Regions from separate parts of the Danio rerio genome. Here region 2 is linked to region 1. Evidence: chromatin contacts called from public Micro-C data. All regions are on one chromosome and are shown on one strand. Each heading gives the region's core, a stretch centred on a gene start, on an enhancer-like site or on the middle of the called end of the contact. The rest is flanking DNA. Distances are from core to core; before and after follow the strand shown.

Evidence for each region. Hi-C and Micro-C count contacts between places; a contact is called where the count stands out from the background.
Region 2: a contact with region 1 is called in a Micro-C map of caudal fin, with 7 times the contacts expected there. The contact joins the promoter of traip here to the promoter of gnai2a in region 1. A contact is called at or near these places in 5 of 18 Hi-C or Micro-C datasets (caudal fin, embryo, fibroblasts and 2 more) and 1 of 4 datasets of contacts at active chromatin or transcription factors (embryo).

What each region holds. Positions count from the first base shown.
Region 1 is chr11:37,233,201-37,238,992 of GRCz12tu, reverse strand. gnai2a (guanine nucleotide binding protein (G protein), alpha inhibiting activity polypeptide 2a) reads right to left here and starts at 3,697. Exons shown (of 9, transcript NM_001001818.2): 1 at 3,055-3,697. The coding sequence starts at 3,172.
Region 2 is chr11:37,553,319-37,559,280 of GRCz12tu, reverse strand. It overlaps traip (TRAF-interacting protein), which reads left to right and starts at 1,256. Exons shown (of 16, transcript NM_205607.1): 1 at 1,256-1,405; 2 at 1,505-1,609; 3 at 3,739-3,796; 4 at 3,879-3,965; 5 at 4,143-4,182; 6 at 4,264-4,391; 7 at 4,492-4,586. The coding sequence starts at 1,512. mon1a (MON1 secretory trafficking family member A) reads right to left here and starts at 1,016. Exons shown (of 6, transcript NM_001320431.1): 1 at 930-1,016.

The DNA.
Region 1 (5,792 bases), core at 2,448-4,947:
CCCTGCTTGAAATCCAACCTACTGGTGCTTAAAGAACAACATCATAAAAGATAACACTCAGTTTTGTTTGACATACGAAATGTGAAGGATGTGAAAGTAGACAAAATGACTGAACAAATCCAAAACCTGCTGAGCACAACATTGTCTTCCTCACATCTGTTTTTTAAAGTCTACTCAGTGGTCGCCAAAGCAATTTTCTTAGTTCATAAAGTAAAACTCAAAAGGCTTTAGAACTCCCTGCAAAAAAAAAAAAAGCTGCGCATCAAGTATTTCATTTCCCAGCAAGAGTTCTTTAACAAACATGCAAGGAAGTACACTACACAAGCCCTGCCAAAAATGTACTTTCGACACTTTCTTTGGCTCAGGGTGCATGTTCCAGGCTTCTGTTTGGGCTCTAAGCCTTCCGAAAACATTCCCCCTAAAAGAATTCCTGCATTTCTGTCAAAACACAGCTCTGACCAGGCCAAAGTGCATGCTGAGTGTGAGTGTGTGTGGCCACGCTGCACCACAAGGGATGTTGAGAGCGATCACAGGCACTGTCAAAACATTCCCTCAACCTCTCCCCTCAGAGTCACACTGAAATAGCCCCTTTCCACATCTAGGCACTTCTGCTCCTCCGTGATTGGGAAAGTTCTCCAAATTCACCACTGCCAGCAAAAAGTCAGACCATTTATTACACAACCAAGTCAGCTGGTTTCTCGGGACTTATTCTTGGGTGATTTATCAATAGATGATTTAGAGCAGATATTGAAGACAAACCAACATGTGGACGGCATACATTCAGAAGGCTGGTGCCATGGTGGAGTATATGGGGGGTTGGTGATGGGTCTATCCAGCCACCTCAGTCCAAATGAATGTGAAAGAAGTATTAATCACAATGATGGAAAAGACTGTTTAAAACTGGCTTTCTTGCATTAATGCTAGCCTTGCATATCATTTGAAGGCTTGCAGTCATTTTGATTGGAACATTTCATTCTTTAATTGGTTATGTAGATCATAATGTGTCAAAAAATAATGCACATCTTTGGAGTTCGCTAATGGTGTTCAATTGTTTTTCACCAGTTGCAGTCCAGGCTGGCCACAATAAGTGTGTTTTTAGTCTGCCACTCGCATTGGCATAGCACCATTATAGCTATTTGACAGGGGTGGTGTTGGTATCTTAACTGTATTAATAGCAAACCCTATGAATGTGGTCATGTTTCCATGTTCTACACACTGTAATATGCTCAATGGCTTTTAGTTGCATAGCTGTAGTAATAGCAGCATTTGTTTATTTATGAATGCAACACTTATAGTTTAATTGTGGAGGCTTGCATTATGCCATCACCACACTTGGTTTCTCAGAAGCCCCATCTTGAGTACTGCACTGGCACCAGCTCTGATCCTTCAGTATTATAAAGCAACCTATGATGCAGTGAATTGAATGATAGAGAACACATAATAATGTATATTAGTTTTGGGTCACTTATAAAATTTAGAAAGTCTGATTCAATTTCTGAAAGTCTAAATGAAAATGATTACAATAACAAAATGAGTTGGTGTGTCATTAGTGAAACAATAATACTAACATGTTGAGTGTCACAAATGTCTTCTCATCTATGACGCACACGTTAGTAACTTATTCAGCAAGAAGCACCTTAAAGAGATAGTTTAGCCCAGTAATGTCCAAAGTCGGTCCTGGAGAGCTGGTGTCCTGCAGATTTTAGCTCCTACTTACCTCAACACACCTGAATGGATGTTTCTAGAAAGCCAAGTAAGAGCTTGGTTAGCTAGCACATGTGTGTCTGATTGGGGTTGGAACTAAACTTTACAGGACACCGGCCCTCTAGGACCGCGTTTGGGCACCCCTGGTTTAGCCAAAAATGTAAATTCTGTAATTTAGGCTACTCCTCACTGGTTCCGACCCTTTTTGAGTTCAATTCACCTGTTAAACACAAAAGACGATATTTTAAAGAAAGCTTTAAACCTAAAACCATTGACTTCAATAGTAGGCTATTTGTTTTTTCTAATTATGAAAGTTAATGGTTACAGTTTTATAGCTTTCTTCAAAATATCTTGGCTTGTGTTTAACAATTCAATTTGATTTCAATTTGTCTTTAATTCTGTGTGTGTCAAAGCAGCTTAACATAGAAGTTCTAGCAAAACAGAATAAAAAAAAAAAAATCACAAATCTTTGGAACCACTTGAGGGTGAGTAATTACCAAATACATTTTCATTTTTTGGTGAACTATCCCTTTAATGTGAGCTCAACTTCGCCTTTATAACAAATGTTAACAAATGATATACAGGTGACGCTTACAGCAAATAAGGTTGCTGGTTAGAGCCTCGGCTGGGTCAGTTGGCGTTTCTGTGTGGAGTTTCCCCCACAGTCAAGACACATGCGGTATAGGTGAATTGGATGGGCTAAATTGTCTGTAGTGTATGAGTGTGAATGAGTATGTTTCCCAGAGATGGGTTGCAGCTGGAAGGGCAAACGCTGCATAAAACATATGCTAAATAAGTTGGCGGTTCATTCTGCTGCGGCAATTCCAGATTAATAAAGGGACAAAGCCGAAAAGAAAATGAATGAACGAAAAATTTTTACATGCTACAACAGGGGTGTCCAAACTCGATTCTGGACGGCCACTGTCCAGGAGACCTTAGCTGCAACCCTAATCAACCACACCTAAACCAACTGATTAAGGTCTTACTAGATATACTTCAACCTTTCTGGCAGATGTGTTGAAGCAAGTTGAAGCTAAACTCAGAAGCACACCAGCCCTCTTGGACCGAGTTTGGACATCCCTGTACTATAATAAAAGAAGAAAAAAAAAGAAATACAAGTACCTGAAACTAAATAACTAAGCAAGTGAACACTTTTTTTATTGTTGTTGACCTTTTCTTAACATCCGTTGACTGTTTCTCGAGGGCCACACCTGAGGAAACCTGACACACTTTGCCAACAAGGCACTTAAAATAAACTTTTCTTGACCCAAATTGACACTTGCAGACGTGACAAAGTGTTTATACGTGTGCTATGATGTACAGACCGGTTATCCGGGATTCGTTACTCACCCAATAACAGCAGTTTCACTTCCTTGGCGGCTTTCTCCCCGTCCTCGCGCAGATTTCTGTCAATCATTTTGGACCGCTCCAACGCGGCTTTATCTTCCTGGCTCACGGTACAGCCCATGGTTCCGAATGCGCGCTTCAGGGCGACGGATTTATGAGTATAGATTTAAGAGAAAAAATGAAAAGGTATTACCCTTTTAAAGCGAGAGGAGACCTTAAAAATAGTCTTCCGTGAGTAACTTCCTCTTTTGGCTTTGAAAAAACCCGACTGTCGCAAGTCCAAGAAAAGGAAATGTCCTTAAGACACAAGTAGCTCCAAAACCGTTGTTTTTACGCGTCGGAAATTTTTCAGCAAACCGTATGAGGTTTGGGGCAAATCTGAACTGATATATTTGAATGAAATTTGAACAACACCTGGAATCTGTTGACGTTTAACGTTAAGGCTCCCGAGAGAAACCAAGTAACCAGACGCTGGAGTTTTACATCACGCGAATGGGGAGGGAAAAACTTACATCCACAAATACAAAAAGTTTGCCCCAAAAAAGTTTAGATCAACCCCCTTGTGCTCAGGTATGAAAAAGCAAGACGATCGGTGAAACGTGCTGCGCCTGGAAACGTGAATGAATCCGAAAATGCAACAAAAAATGTCCGTTGTGCTCCTCGGTTAGTCCTTTCGGTGGTCGCCGAGGATTTAAAGAGCACGCGCCCGTTAGAAAGCAAACGCTGAGTGGTTTCTGATTTCTGTGAGTGTTTTCACAGCCGCCACACCCCAGTCTGCTCCGAGAAGTTGCTCTCTCTGCCACACACACATACATACACACAGTTCAGAATTGTTGGGCTCCTCGCGCACTGCCAGCCAGCCCCTCTGATACGCCCACCGCGGGTGCTCATGGGAAATGAAGTTTGCACGAACCAATAAATTTGCATTCAAACGAACTTGAATAACAAAATAACTGATAATTATTCACAGTGTGACTCTACTTACTATGTCTTATTTTATATTGTAGTTCAGTATTTATGATATAATATGATATATAAATATCACGTTATTATATAAATATCACGTTTTGGCGACATGGTGGCTCAGTGGTCAAGAAGGTTGACGGAGTCCCGACTGGGTCAGTTGGCATTTCTGCGTGATGTTTGCATGTTCTCCTCGTTTTAATTGCAGATTGAATTTAATTGAGTGTATTGTATAAGTGTGTAAGTATGTGTGGATGTGTGTGGATTATATGTTAATTTCTGTTTTTTGATGTGTATGTTTTACACCTTTTATTTTATTTTCCCTTTATACGCCTTTTTATTATTTATTTTTGTACTCTTTTATTTATTTATCTTTGATTTATGTAGGCCTGTTTATTAATTTGTTTATTTTATCCACAATTTTTTTCATAAAGTTTAATAAAAGTAATTTAAAAAAACTCTCCTTTCTTTTTTTATTATTATGGATGAAAGTAGGGGCGACACAGAGGCTCAGTGGTTAGCGCTGTTGCCTCACAGCAAGAAGGTTGCTGGTTCCAAAGACATGCGCTATAGGTGAATTGAATAAATTGGCCATAGTGAATGAGTGTGTGTATATGGATATTTCCCAGAGTCCACTGTGTAAAATATATGCTGGATAAGTTGGCGGTTCATTCCGCTGTGGCGACCCCTAATAAATAAGAGACTAAGCCTAAGAAAAATGAATGTACGGATAAATGTATAAACAAAAAGAACATAGAGCAGATAAACAAAAACACTTGACCCTCAGGAATAAATCTGCTGGAAAGATCCAAAAGAGGATCAAAAACTATTTTAATGAAAAGTTCAAATAACAAAATCAAAAGTTCAAATAACTAAATATTTGTCATCTGAAAAACATTTTAAGAAAAAAAAAATGTTTTCACCATAAAGAATATTTTGTAAAATGAAACGTTTTTATGGATGCTAAAGGGATTATAAAGCCAAAATGTAGCTGAAAACAGTTAACCAAAACAAGTGGAAGACAATGGTTGCTGGTTTTCAGCTTTCTTTAAAATATCTTCTTTTGCGTTAAAAAAAAAACTTAAACTGGTTTGGAACATTCATTCATTTTTCTTCGGCCTAGTCTGATTTATCAGAGGTCACCACAGCAGAATGAACAGCCAACTATTCCGGCATTTGTTTTACACAGCAGATGCCCTTCTGGTCACAAGCCAGTGGTTCGAGGCAGGATTCAAACCAGCAACCATCTTGCTGTGAGGCTAACCACTGAGCCACTGGGTTTGGAACATCTCAAGGGTGAATATTTGATGACAGAATATTGATTGACATTTTGGCTGAACTATCCCTTTAGAAGTTCTTCATGAAACCATCAATGACAATAAAAAAGCTTTATGTGTGGTAGCAGTAACAAACATTGTAGCAAATCCACATGATGTTTCACCTGGAATAAAACAGCACATAAGGCACACATAGAGGAAAACTTTTCATCAGTGGTATCCCTGAATAGTTTATTATATTATTTCTAATTATTTCTGTCACTTTTCTTGTTTCATTGTTCAACTTTAAAGTCATCTGGAGAACATCTAAAATATTAAATAGCTTATTATATTTATATTTTATTTTATGAAGTAAATTATTAATTATTACCATTAATTAATTACACAGAGAGCGTTGGTATTTAAATGTAAACGTAAAATATATATTAAGACATAAATGAAGTATGTGTGAAGTAGTACAGCTGACTTGTTTTGTTATTATTCAATGATGACAGATGACAT
Region 2 (5,962 bases), core at 7-2,506, 320 kb before region 1:
TATGCTGCTAATAGTGCATGAATATTTTTACTTTATCACAAATAAAAAAAGATTACTAAAAATAGTGTTTTTTTTTCTTCCTTTTTTAAAGAGAAAATACATTTGCTTGAAAACTTTGGGCAAGTACAATTTACTCTGGTCGGCACCAATAGCCTAGTGGTAAAGTGCGCTGACATATAAGCTGCTCACGGCGACCGAGCTCGATTACCGGCTCGAGGTCCTTCGCCGATTCTTCCCCCTCTCTGCTACCCATGTATTCCTGTCTCATCTCATCTCTACTGTCCTATATATTAAAGGTAAAAAACCTTAAAATGTATTTTTAAAAATTAATAAAATACTCTGAACCGCTGTTATGCTTATTTATGTTGATATACCACTTTATTGCTAATAACTTATTATTATTATTATTATTATTATAATAGCAATAATAATAACAACGACATATTAGTAATCAATAAAGAAATCATTACCATAAATTTACATATGATTTATTAATTATTTACATATTAAAATTACATAAGGATTAGAGTTGTACAGCTAATTATTATTGGTAGCATTTATTATTATATAACAATTAAAATAGTGTAAATATACTAAATATAATAATTATATAACTGATAAATATTGAACATTTTAAATTAAACGTTTAAACCTTCCCATTTAAAACTATAAATCGAAGTGTACTTTTATGATAATCCTTCATATTTGTAAAAAATTAACGCATATAGACGTTTTGTTGATATGTTCTCTTCATTTGTGAATAAATCCCATGACCGACTGACAAACGCATTAGCCAAAGAGCTAAACCTTTAAAACTGTTGATGTCACTACTGAATATCTTCTTCTGCGCCAGCTTTAATTTAACCACGTCTAACAGATGTTGTTTGGATAGTTTGGACTCTTAATAAGACATTTTCTAGTTACTGTACCTTAAAAGCTCTTCATTCAAATCACTGAATGTTGACTTATCTTAGGTCAAAAACCAACTCAGACTGTCACAGGCGGCATCACGCAGCGGAAATCGGAACTCTGGGAAGTGTAGTTTTTGAGTCGATAACGTTAGTAGTTTGTTTGAGCCGGTTTGAGCGTGTTACCTCCACTGGATGTTACTTTGCTCTATATGTCGCTTGATCTGAATGAATTAAACGTGTACATTTTACACACCTCGATTAGCTTCTTCTTTAACAATAATAAGAGAATAACGTGTTGTATTTAACTTCTCACGTCGTCGTGTGTTGATGACGTGACTAAAGAGGAGGAGTCATGAGGTTTGAACTCGGCGCGCCGCTTAAGTCAAGTCGGAAGCTCAAAAAGAACTACAGACAAACAATATAAACACAATTATGGAGTTTAATTAAGGAAAATTCCATTCATAAGACATTTCATGCGTTTCAGTATCACCTGGGTAAGTAAATACAGCACATGAGGATATAAACAGGTATCGCCAGATCGCCACACGATCAGTCAACACGAAACGTGCCATAAACAGAGATGTCTCTTTCAGATCAACAATGCCCATTCGAGCATACTGCACAATCTGCTCAGATTTCTTCGACAATTCCAAAGATGTGGCTGCAATTCACTGTGGCCATACCTTTCACTATAGCTGGTAAGTGTCTTTACCCTAGCTCGTATTTGTTTTCGCTTGTGAGAGTTCTTATCTTTATATATAACGTTGCATCAAGCCATTACATTAAGTACTGCCTTTGATCCACATTAACACAATGCATGTCTATCTGTCTATCTATCTGTCTATCTATCTGTCTATCTATCTGTCTATCTATCTGTCTATCTATCTATCTATCTATCTATCTATCTATCTATCTATCTATCTATCTATCTATCTATCCATCTATCCATCTATCTATCTCTCCGTATGTCTGTCTGTCTATCTATCTGTGTTTGTAAAGTAAAAAAAACACTGAGACAACTTTTCATTTTTCAAATGTACAATTTATGGTTATGTGTTCGAGTAAAACATTTTTATTTATTTCATCCTTTTTACATAAAATAATTGGGAAAAAGTAAGTGTTTTGGCATCTCTGACATGTTTATGCAATTTTAGACAACACAATGCCAATGTTTTAACTTCAAAGCAGTTTGGTTAATAGTTTAGTTGGAAAACCCCTGATTTTAAATCATCAAATTAACATGTTTGTTATTCTAATCAGTTCACATCTTCTGAAAAATGTTCTAAAATGCTCTTATTAAAAATTGAATAAAACAAATACCCTCATAGGCCACTTTATTAGGTACACCTTAATAGTACCAGGTTGGACCCTCTTTTGCCTTCAGAACTGGATTAATCCTTCAACAAGGTAGTGGAAATATTCATCAGAGATTTTGGTCCATATTGCAATAGTATCTGGATGCGGCCTTTATGATGCAAGCTGAGATTGCATCGCCCAGAGATGCAGTGTCAGATACAATGCACTCAGTGTAGCTAGTGACATCCATATTGACATGATAGCAGCACGCAGTTGCTGCAGATTTGTCGGCTGCACATCCATGATGCAAATCTCTCGTTTCACCACATCCTAAAGATGCTCTATTGGATTGACCTCTGGTGACTGTGGAGGCCATTTGAGTAGTCAACTCATCATGTTGAAGAAACCATTCTAAGATGATTTGCACTTTATGACATGGCGCCTTATCCTGTTGGAAGTAGCCATCAGAAGATGGGTATACTGTGGTCATGATGGGATGGACATTGTCAGTAACAATACTCAGGTAGGCTGTGGCGTTGACACAATGCTCAATTGGTACTAAGGAGCCCGAACTGTGCCAAGAAGCCCAGCCTACTACCATCAGTTGATACAAGGCAGGATGCTTTCATGTTGTTGACACCAAGGCATCTGCTCCCACAGAACTGTCGCTCACTGGATATTTTCTCTTTTAAGGACCATTCTCTGTAAACCCTAGAGATGATCGTTTGTGAAAATCCAAGTAGATCAGCAGTTTCTGAAATACTCAGACCAGCCTGCCTTGCACCAACAACCATGCCATGTTCAAAGTCACTTAAATCACTTTTCTTCCCCATTCTGATGCTCCGTTTGTACTGCAGCAGATTGTCTTTACCATGTCTAAATGCCTAAATGCATTGAGTTGCAGCGATGTGATTGGCTGATTATACATTTGCGTTACTGAGCAGTTGAACAGGTGTACCTAATAAAGTGGCCAGTGAGTGTATATTAACTTTTTAGTCAAACCCATATATAATCATACAAATGAGAGTTTTTAAACGGTCTGGTCTTTTTTTATATTTATAATATCTAACGCTTTTATTTATTCTCTGGGATTTTTTATTAGCTTGGATTTGTTCAAGAAAACCTATTTGATTAAAGGGATATTTCACCCCCCACCCTCAAAAAAATTCTGTCATTCTTTACTCCCCCTTCACTTGTTCCAAACCTTTTTACATGTATTTCTACTGTGGAACACAAAGACAGAAATACTGAAGAATGATTTAAACCAGCAGCCATTGACTTCCACAGATGTTTTTGTTTTAAGTATGTCAATGGCTACTTATTTTCAACTTACTACAGAATATCTTGTTTTGTGTTCAACAGAAGAAATAAATTTATAAAAAATAAAACAACTTGAGTCAGAGTAAATTGTTTGGGTAAATAATTCATTTAAATTGTGTGTATATATAACTACCAGCATTTGTGTGTTGTTAACCATTAAATAATGTGCCTTGGTGACATTTATCCATGTTTATTTTCTTTTTTAACACAGTCTTCTCCAGTGGTTTCAGTCAGCCCCAAACAAAACTTGTCCACAATGCAGAAAACAGGTAAAACATTGGCTTGATGTAAACTGAATTACCCTTCTGATTAAACCAGACTAAAATAAAACCATTTCTTTTTCTGTTTTAGGTCAGCACACGGCACATAATTAACAAGCTGTTCTTTGACATCGCCCCAGAGGATGATGGGGCGCCAGTGGATCCTGAAAGTTTACAGGTGATGATGTATACTGGTAAAAGGATAGTTCACCCAAAAAACACAAAAGAAGATATTTTGAAGAATGTTCTAAATTAGCGGCTTTTCAGTTTTGGGTGAATGTTCTTTTTAAATGTATTCATTTCCCAGAGTGAGTTACACAGTATATATGACAGAAGTGCATTGTCCTGATTTCAGAATGAGCTCGATCGCATGAAAGCAGTGCTGTCTGAAAAAGGTAAGCCTGAAATCATAATCTTGTGTTCTTTATCAATTCGAAAACATGTATTCATAGCTTTGTGTGTGTTATGCTTTACAGAGAAAGAATGGAGGGAAAAGCAGAAGACAGTTGACACATTAAAAGACACAATCGAGAAGCAGAAGAAGGATCTGGATAAAGTCCGGAAAGAAATTGGTGATAAAGAGATGCTGTGTTCCGTTCTCCGGGTATATTTGCTTTAATTGATGAATTCGGTCTATTGGTTCAGTAAATGTTTTGCCTGTATTTTAAAGCTGGTCTTGTTTTTGTTATGCTTGCAAATCTTAGAAACAGATGAATTTCTTGGAGAGCCAGAAAAATGAAGGACAGGCAGCAAAGGAGGAAGCCAAGCGGCTCCGAGTCAAAATGAAAACCTACGAGAGGTACTAAACATGTAGCTAAGATGGGATTTTACCAGCATTATTAACAATTTTGTGTAGTTTTATGTAAACCTAAATTAATATTATTTTTATTGATGAAATGGAAGAAACTTTTTAAAACATAATTTTGAATCACTGTTGAGGTTGCGATGCAAGTTTACACCAAAATACTTCATTTGGAGGAAAATTGATTCTGAGCTCAGTTTTTAACAGCAGGTGGTGCTGTAAGCTTTAAAAAGCGGTAACACTTTACAATAAGGTTCATTAGTTAATTCATTTACTAACATGAACTAATCATGAACAACACATGTACAGCATTTATTAATCATATTTGAACATTTACTAATGCATTATTAACATCCAAGTCCATGCTTGTTAACATTAGTTAATGCACCATGAGTTAACATGCACTAACAATGAACTACTGTATTTTCATTAACTAATGTTAACTAACATGAACAAATACAGTAGTAAATGTGTTGTTCATTGTTTGTTCATGTTAGTAAATGCATTAGTTAACATTAACTAATGAACCTTATTGTAAAGTGTGACCTAAAAAGTTGTACTCTGCTTGCATCCAGGTCTTTACAAAAACCACTTGAACCTAAAATAATCAATAATAAAGTTAGAAAAGGTTTAAGCAAATTACAAGAGTGTAGTGAGCTGTTTGCATTAATTTTGTGACCTAAAAGTCAACTTGCATGACTCAGCTGAACACACAAGTGCTCTTCCTCGTGAGCAATTGAGTTTGTTAAAAACTAGCCTAGAGTGCCATCTGCTGTTAAAAACTAGCCCAGAGTACTACATACAGTTTAAAAACAAATCTAGAATGCTTACCCAGCCTAGAGAGCTAGCAAACTTACCAAAAAAAGCCTAGAGTGCCATCTGCTGTTTAAAACTAGTCTAGAGCACCATCTAGAGTAGTTAACTAGTCAAGCTCAATCTGCAGTTTAAAAACTAACCTAGAGCTCCACTTAGCCCTAGCGTCATCTAGATCAGTTTAAAACTAGCCTAGCACAACAGTTGCAGTTACAAACTAGCCTAGAGTGCCACCTTAGCATTAAACTAGCATGGTAAAAAAACTAACTTAGAGCCCCATTTGCAGGTAAAAACAAGCCTAAAGCGCCATCTTAGTCCTAGAGCACCATCTAGAGCAGTTAAAAATGGCCTAGAGCAGTGGTCACCAAACTTGTTCCTGGAGGGCCGGTGTCCTGCAGATTTTAGCTCTAACCCTAATCAAACACACCTGAACAAGCTAATCAAGGTCTTACTACGTATACTTGAAACATCCAGGCAGGTGTGTTGAGGCAAGTTGGAGCTAAACCCTGCAGGGACACCGGCCCTCCAGGACCGAGATTGGTGACTCCTGGCCTAGAGCA